Regions from separate parts of the Sus scrofa genome. Here region 1 is linked to region 2. A link is a contact called in public HiChIP or PLAC-seq data. All regions are on one chromosome and are shown on one strand. The core of a region is the stretch at or near the end of the contact, and the rest is flanking DNA. Distances in the headings are between cores, read along the strand shown.

The links. HiChIP or PLAC-seq counts read pairs in DNA pulled down with a chosen protein or histone mark.
Region 1: a contact with region 2 is called in an H3K27ac HiChIP or PLAC-seq map of alveolar macrophages. The contact joins the promoter of MAP3K12 here to the promoter of ZNF740 in region 2. A contact is called at or near these places in 1 of 5 promoter capture datasets (liver) and 1 of 2 datasets of contacts at active chromatin or transcription factors (alveolar macrophages).

What each region holds. Positions count from the first base shown.
Region 1 is chr5:18,715,339-18,718,991 of Sscrofa11.1, forward strand. It overlaps MAP3K12 (mitogen-activated protein kinase kinase kinase 12), which reads right to left and starts at 1,871. Exons shown (of 14, transcript XM_003126192.6): 1 at 1,485-1,871. TARBP2 (RISC-loading complex subunit TARBP2) reads left to right here and starts at 3,250. Exons shown (of 9, transcript XM_003126194.6): 1 at 3,250-3,601. The coding sequence starts at 3,549.
Region 2 is chr5:18,407,357-18,411,194 of Sscrofa11.1, forward strand. ZNF740 (zinc finger protein 740) reads left to right here and starts at 1,328. Exons shown (of 7, transcript XM_021091710.1): 1 at 1,328-2,322; 2 at 3,164-3,679. The coding sequence starts at 3,671. It overlaps CSAD (cysteine sulfinic acid decarboxylase), which reads right to left and starts at 3,090. Exons shown (of 17, transcript XM_021091702.1): 1 at 2,715-3,090; 2 at 2,554-2,624; 3 at 2,217-2,290. The coding sequence starts at 2,807.

The DNA.
Region 1 (3,653 bases), core at 621-3,120, 310 kb after region 2:
TCCCTAGTTCCTTCTTTCTCCCAGCCCAGCAGGGTGAGGTGGGACTACACGTAACAAGCCACTGGGCAAGTCCAGAGCGGTGGGTACTAGAATTTAGGGTCCTCTTCCTGGCAAAGCCAGGCTAGCACATCATCACCTCTAGGGGAAGGACTGGGAAACAGCAAAAGGTTTTTAGAGGGTTTCTGCCATCCTCAGCTGTAAGGACACCCAGGAAGTCCTGAGCCACTTCCTGCTTAAACTTCTTGCCTCCCCTGCCCATAACTGGGTTGAATTAGGGGTGGATGTTACGCATTTTCACTTGTGCTGGTGTTGGTTTTCCCAGCATCACCTGGGTCCCCGCGGTGAATGGATGGGTGGCAGCCTGGAGCAGGCAGAAGTTTTTTCCCATCCTTAAGTATTAGATAGGGGAGAGCAGGCCCTAAAGCTGAGAGGAACTTCAGCATGTGGACAGGAAGAGCCAGGGTGCACTCAGGCCCTTCCTGACTGCCCCCGACTCCCCTTCCCTTGGGGTGACCCTCTGGCTGAAAAAATGAGAGCTCCCAGAGCCATGGAATCCATCCTCTGAGTTGGAAGGAAAATGGTATTTAGAGAGACCCACAGGGTGTAATGGGAGAGAACCCTGGTGGGAGAGAGACCCTGGGTGCGCCTCCACCTGGCTGAGGACCCCTGACCCCTGCTCCTTCCAGAAGGGAGCAGGTAATGGAGCTCAAAGATGGGACTCTTCCCTCAATTCTAAGGGACTCCCCATTATTTCCTTCCACTGTCTGTAGAGCCTCTGGCCCTTTCTTTTCCCTCCCCTCAGCCAAGGCCATGGTTCCCAGGAGTTTTAACTCTGTGCAAAGGATTCTTGCTTATTTTTAAACCAAGGAGTTTGATCAGAGTGTAGGGAAAAGGGAGGAGGCTCGTGAAAGGGCTGGTCCAGGGACATGGGTTAGGGGAGGCAGAAAAACCACATAAGAATGGGGGAGGGGAGGATGACCATCACCTGGGCATCCAGGAACAGGTGCTCACTGCCTATAATCCTCAGGTGCAGCCTGCTAAGTGTGGGGGGCAGGGAGTTGGATGGGGGGCACATGAGGCCTTGTCCATCCTTCCCTTTCCTGAGGGGCCCAAACTCTTCCTCCTTCTCTCCCCCCCCCTTCTTGAGGTTGAGTGGGAGGAGAGGAGGACGCTCTCTTTCCCCCTGTCCTTTAAGTCTGTTCCCCAATCATCCCCCCACCCCCACCCATACACTCCTTTTCAGCTCTGGAGGCCCTTAGCCTCCAAGCTGGGCCGCGGCATCCCTCTGCTTGGTTCCCCTCCTTCCCATCCCCACAGGCGTCGGGTCCAGGTCCCCAGTTCCTCCATCCTCACAGTCTCAGCATCCCTGCGCCACCCTCCCCACACCCCGCCACATCTGCATCCCGACCCTCCCTCGGCACCCAGGTCCCGGGTCTCGGACCTATCCCTACCCCCAACCCTCCACAACTCGGCCCGGCTCTCACCTCGGGGGCTCCGCGGCCGCAGCACAAAAGGCGGCGCTGCTGCAGCTCGGCTCCGGATGCTGCTCCCGCCTCCTCCTCCTTTTCCTCCTCCTTCCCTCCTCCCCCCGCTGCCCTCAACCGGACCAGGGGCGCTGTCACAGGCGATGCTCGTGCGGTGTCCGGGAGCGCGGGATGTCAGCTTCAGCTTTCTTCCCCCACCCCCCGACCCCAAGCCCTGTCCTCACTCGGCTTGAACTCCTGCTCCTTCCAAGGCCCCCGCCCCCGGCCCCCCGGGACGGACACGCCCTGAGCGGGGGATGCTGCGCTGGAGCCGCCGGCCTCTTAAAGGAGCCCGCTGCTGCCATCCGGCGCGCTCCAGGCTCGTCTCTGGCCGGTCTGGGCCCCGCACCTTCCTGCTGGCGGTGACCTGGGGCGGTCCCACCTCCGGCCTTTAACCGATTCCGTAGGCGCCCCCTATGAGCGATCTTCTAAGCTCCCTGCTATACCCTGAGACAAGAGCCCCTCAGATGGGACTACCCCAGCGCTCTAGCATCGCTCCCCCCGTCATGTTGATCTTGACAGCCTTCTTTCCCCTGTCACCACTCCAGTTTCACCCACCTGGGATCCATTCAGCTCAATCCCCGTTCCCTGCTAGTGTTCCTGGATAACCCCTCATTATTACTCCAAGATTTCTCTGGACCATCATCCCCGCACCGAGCAAGTCCGTCGGTGCGGGGACTTGCTTTTCCCTGACCCATTCTCAGAACACTCATTAGATTCAGACATTTTTTCGTGATCTCTTTCTCCAAGGTCACAAGATTCTCCCTACAATCTTTCAGGCCAGTGGCTGTGAGACTTCGGCGAGGAGGGAATGAAGCTCGGGACCTCAACATCCGCCTTCTGCTCTGCACACACATTAGTCAATTAGTCTTAACAGGCCAGAATCCTCTCTTGCTCTCTCTTTAGCTGAGAGACACAAGACGCAAGGCAGAGGGAATGAGATCACCATGTGCCTTAGTCCTTCTAATCCTGTCGTCCCATTATAGCCTGATTCTCAGGCTCCATAGGGGGGTCTCCTGGTGTAGGGGAACCAGCTACAGAAAAGTTCACTAGAGCCATTCTAAAGAGGCTTTAGAAAAGAAGCGGAAACCGACCGGCTGCAGGGCAAAATTAAGGGTAAGGGAAGTGAAGGACAACCTAGGAAAAAGTAGTCGTTTCTGTGAGACGAAGGCCCGAGAGCCAGGGTTTAGGTCAGAGGCTGAGTGGAAACTGAGACAGAGATGAACTTGGACTTAAAACTGACTGGCCTGGCGCTCTGAGGGGCAGAGAATAGTCCCCTCCCGCGTGCAGGCAGGACCCACCCTCCCAGACCGCAAACAGCCAGGAACCGACAGCAGCATCACCCCTGGGCCAATCACAACCTTTTCTCAAGAAAGAGGCGGAGTCAAAGGGGCTGAGCCTTCTCTTGTCCCCGCCTCTCTAGGTGAAATAACCAATTGCAATCCACCTAGAGCAAGTAGGTCCATTCGGGAATAACCAATTGTGCTGCAAAGCTTTTCGTGAATATTTGACCCTGCCCCTCTAGTTGCGACAAAGATGACGCGCGCGAGCTCCTGGGTTCTGTAGTTTTCTTGGGATCCGGAGGCCTTCTAGCTCGAGTTCGCCCTTACGGCGCCGTCCCCCAGCCGCTGCCAATCGGCTAGTACGCACGCCCAGAGCCCCAGCCCTGGGGAGAGGCTACGCGGAGGGAAGGAGGCGGGGCGATAATAAAAACAAGCAAACGAACCAACCCCCAAACCAAAAACACATCCTCGGCTTGGGAAGCAATAGTGGAGGGGTCCGCTCCTCCCAGAAGGCGGTGCTGCCAGCCTGGGCGGACCACGCGGAGAGTTGTGGGGCGGATAGCTGTCCTCCTGATGAAGACTCATAGAGTCGGGTGGGAGGGGGACTGCATATCCCAGCATGCCCCGCGGTGGGCCCGACCGGCCGCGACTCGGGGCTTGGCCCCGGCCCTAGCTCGTCGGCGGTGTGTTGGGGCGCGTGGAGGCTACAGTCACGGTGGCGCCCGCGGGGACGGAGGAGGGAATGAGTGAAGAGGAGCAGGGCTCCGGCACTACCACGGGCTGCGGGCTGCCCAGGTGAGCCGCCTGGTACCAAAGCCCGTAGGGCGCGGAACGTGGCGTGGTGCGG
Region 2 (3,838 bases), core at 78-2,577:
AGACCCCTAGCCCGGGAACCTTCACATGCAGCGGGTGCAGCCCTAGAAAAGAACAAAAAAAAAAAAAAAAAAAAAAAATTGGCAGTGTATTAAAAAATTCATAGCTTGCAGTATCACCAAGGTTGTAGGAAATGGGGACATTCACAAGTGGCTCTGAATGTTACAAACTTTTGAAATTCAATTTCACAGACTCTATTAAAATTTAAAATGCACCTATCCCATCTACATGTCTATCTATAAATACAAAAGGATAATTATATAAGGATGTTCATTATGGCATTGTTCATTAAAAAACTGGAACTATGCTAAATGTTCATTAGGGTGGGTCTAGACAAATGTGAGTGCTATGCAACAATTTTTAAAATGTGAAATGACTTAGAAGATGTCTAAAATACACTTGTGAGGTGCACTGTAGGTGCTCAAAAATATGTTCTGCATGAAAAAAAAGGTTTTTGGAACTCACAAAAAAGCCTGTAGGTATACACACCAAACTGATAAAAGTGACTACCTTCAGGAGCATGGAATAGTAGATGAGGGAACTAAACATTTTCTGCCTCTTATTCTTTTGTGTTATGTGGATTTATTAAAATAAGCATGAGCTAAACTTTTAATTATTTATTCCTGGTGATCTCCTGTTAGTTTTGACTGTTCTATGACAATCTTAAGAGCACAAAGATTTGCTGACAATTGCTCCAAAAATGGGAGTGTTCAGGGAAATAAAATCTGTATACCAAAAGTGGCTGAGAATTCTTGTCTTCTTTCATAATTTTTTTTTCTTTTGGTATCTCCTTTAATTCTCCTAAACTCACAACCTTACAGCACTACAGAAGCTGGGACCTAAACGGAATTAACATTTCCTTCCATCAAGTGCACTAATGCATTATCCATCTTTGGCAGAATCCCTTCCTAATAGCTAAAGTTGGAAACAGAATTTTTTGTCTTTTTAGGGCTGCACTTGCAGCATATGGAGGTTCGCAGGCTAGGGGTCCAATCCGAGCTGTAGCCACTGGCCTACACCACAGCCACGCCAGATCCGAGCCGCATCTGGGACCTACAGACCTACACCACAGCTCAAAGCAACACCGGATCCTCAGCCTGCAGAGCAAGGCCAGGGATCGAACCCGCAACCTCCTGGTTCCTAGTCAGTTTGTTTCTGCTGTGCCACGACGGGAACTCCCGCAAACAGAATTTAAAGAAAGGCTCAAGAAGAGTTCCAGTTGTGGCTCAGCAATAACGAACCCTACTAGTGTCCATGAGGATGTGGGTTTGATTCCTGGCCTCCCTGAGTAGGTTCCCTACTGTGGCTGTGGCTTAGGCTGGCAGCTATGACTCTGATTAGACCCCTTGCCTGGGAACTTCCATGTACCGCAGGTGCAGCCCTAAAAAACAAAAAAGAAAGGCTCAGGTTCCCATGCTCCTAACGTAGCTGGGCCCAAGGGCCACCCTGCATCGCCAAGTCTCCAACAAAGACTACAGTCTACTTCCTACTGAGGGGTAGTTCTATGGCTTTTTCCAGGCAAGAAGGCCAATGTTAGAGGCTGGACCGTTTGGAATAAAGGTGGAAGCGGTATAAAGAAACCAGATTGACTTCGGGCGCTCGGATCATACTAGGGCATCCCTTCTCAGATTGGGGTTGAGAGTACTCAACAAAAACGTGCAAAAAAAGTTAACTCCCCTCTCTGCTGACGAGGCGGCCCTCAGAATATGCAGACCTGGGCCTGATGGAAGGCTCAGGGAAAGATGACCTGGACCAAGTTACGCGAAAAGACCTGGCACGAACTATTCTGGCTCTATTTGTGGTTCCAGGCTTAGACGCGATAGGGAGAATAACTGCGAGGAAGGGAGAGTGATGACGCTTCTTCCAGAAGTCTTAACCAGCTCATCCAGCAACACCCCTCAGGGAACACTCAGCGAACCAACATTTCACGGCCCTCGCGCCTGCCCTCAATCAAGATGGCCGCCGCGGCGCGCCCACACAACGGCGCACGCGCCGTACCTCTGCTCCGCCTTCTTCCCGTCCTTCTGAGCGCCGGTACCGCCCACTCACCAGCTGCACTCCCTCCGTGCGCCCTCAGCTTCACCCCCTTTTCTGGGTGCCCCCGCCCGTCCAGACTCCCGAGGCGGAAGTGGATAGTGCTGCTCAGCGGAGAGGCCGAGGGGGGGAGGGGGAAGTGCTTCCGGGGAAACGGGCCCCGGGTTGGTGTTTGTAAACTTGCCTCGGTCCCGGCGGGGACAGCGGTGGCCACGGGGTTGGCACGGCGTGCTGGGGCCTGGAGGAGGCGCCGCGCGGCTGGGGAGACAGTGGAAGGCCGCGCCTGGCAGGTAAGAGCACGCCCCGGGGAGCGCAACGTCGTCCGGGTAGACGGCAGCGCTTCAGCAGCTCGCAGGCCGTGGGGCGCCGCGCGGGAAGGGGGAGGGGAAGGGAGGAGGGGCGCGTGGCGAAGGGAGGGGGCTCACGGGGAGAGCTAGGACCGCGCGCGCTCCGCGGTCCGGCCGCGTCCCCGGTCGGGCAGTGGGGGCTTGCTCGGAAGGGACGCGGGCGCGAGCACGCACCTTGCGCGCTCCTCGGCTGTCTTCTTCGGGTGCGTGCGGCGGGCGCAGCGGCTGGCTGGCTGGCTGGCTGGCTGGCGGGAGGGAGGGAGGGAAGGTGGGTGGGAACGCTCAGCGCTGGGCTTCGCCTCCTTGCTTTCCACCTCCGCAGCGAGTTTACGTACCTTGGGGGGGGACTCGGAGAACACGCACGTGTGGGCCTGCCCTGGCGCGAACTGCCGTTCCGGTTTCTGCCTGCTTGCCAAGGGCCCAGCCATAGGCCTTGAGCTTTTCTCTACCCTACTTCTGATCGCCTTAATAGAGTGCGAGCTTCGCGGGCCGGCCCACTGGACACAAAAGCCCCAAAGGGCCGCCGCCCCCTTCTTCCCGTCCAAAAATGACAAATCCAAGCAGTTGGCCGGGTGCAGTTCCTTCACCAGAGGCCCCAGTTACATTTGCTCCTGTTGGCTATCCGGAGACCAGTTTCTTATGACCCAGAAAGAAAAACTGCTTGACTGATGTCTTCCTTTTTTTGAGTTGCACAAAGAGCGCCTGGCAAAAGTTCAGCCCACGACTGGTGGTATGGGCCCGTGGATGTTGCACCTAACAGCCCTATCTCCCTTTTCGGTTTTAGGTTTGTGAAACAGATGTGAATTTCATCCAGGGAATTCAGCTGGAAAACCAAGACTGGCAGACTCTTTTTCTTCAGACAATAGGCAGGAACCAGGCAGAGACCAGGGATTCTTGGAACATCTATCTTCCCTTTGGAGGACACTAAATTCTATGTGAAGACAAAGGCAGTTCAATATGGCAGCAGGACTGAAGGGACACGAAGGAGTTGTTACAGGGATTTGGTGACAGTTCTTCAAACAACAGTGTCTTAAAGAAAGGTGGATCAAGAAGCTCCTGAACTTTTGTGTTGCATTAAGTGAGAAATCAGCATGGCTCAGGTAAAAAGCTCTAGAGTCCTCCTCCTTCAAGATCTCTGGGAAGCGTGTTTGCAGTTTCACTCTTGAATGCTGCCTTAGTCAACATATTGACCAACACAGTGAGCCAAGCTCTGTATTAAGCACCAGGGGGAGATCTAGAGGAAGGAAAGGAGACAGGCCACAGCCCCTGCCTTCAGGGAGCTTCCAGTCAAATGAAGGAGGTAGGCTATACTGCATCACAGGCCCTGATGGGACATTTGCAAAGCAGCATGTACTCAGTGTACACTTGGTGCATTAACTGCTGAGGGGCGTGAGGGAGTGAACAGTCTGGTGAAAGCTTCATTTGTCTTTATCAACAGGAGTTTATTGAGCTCCCTTTT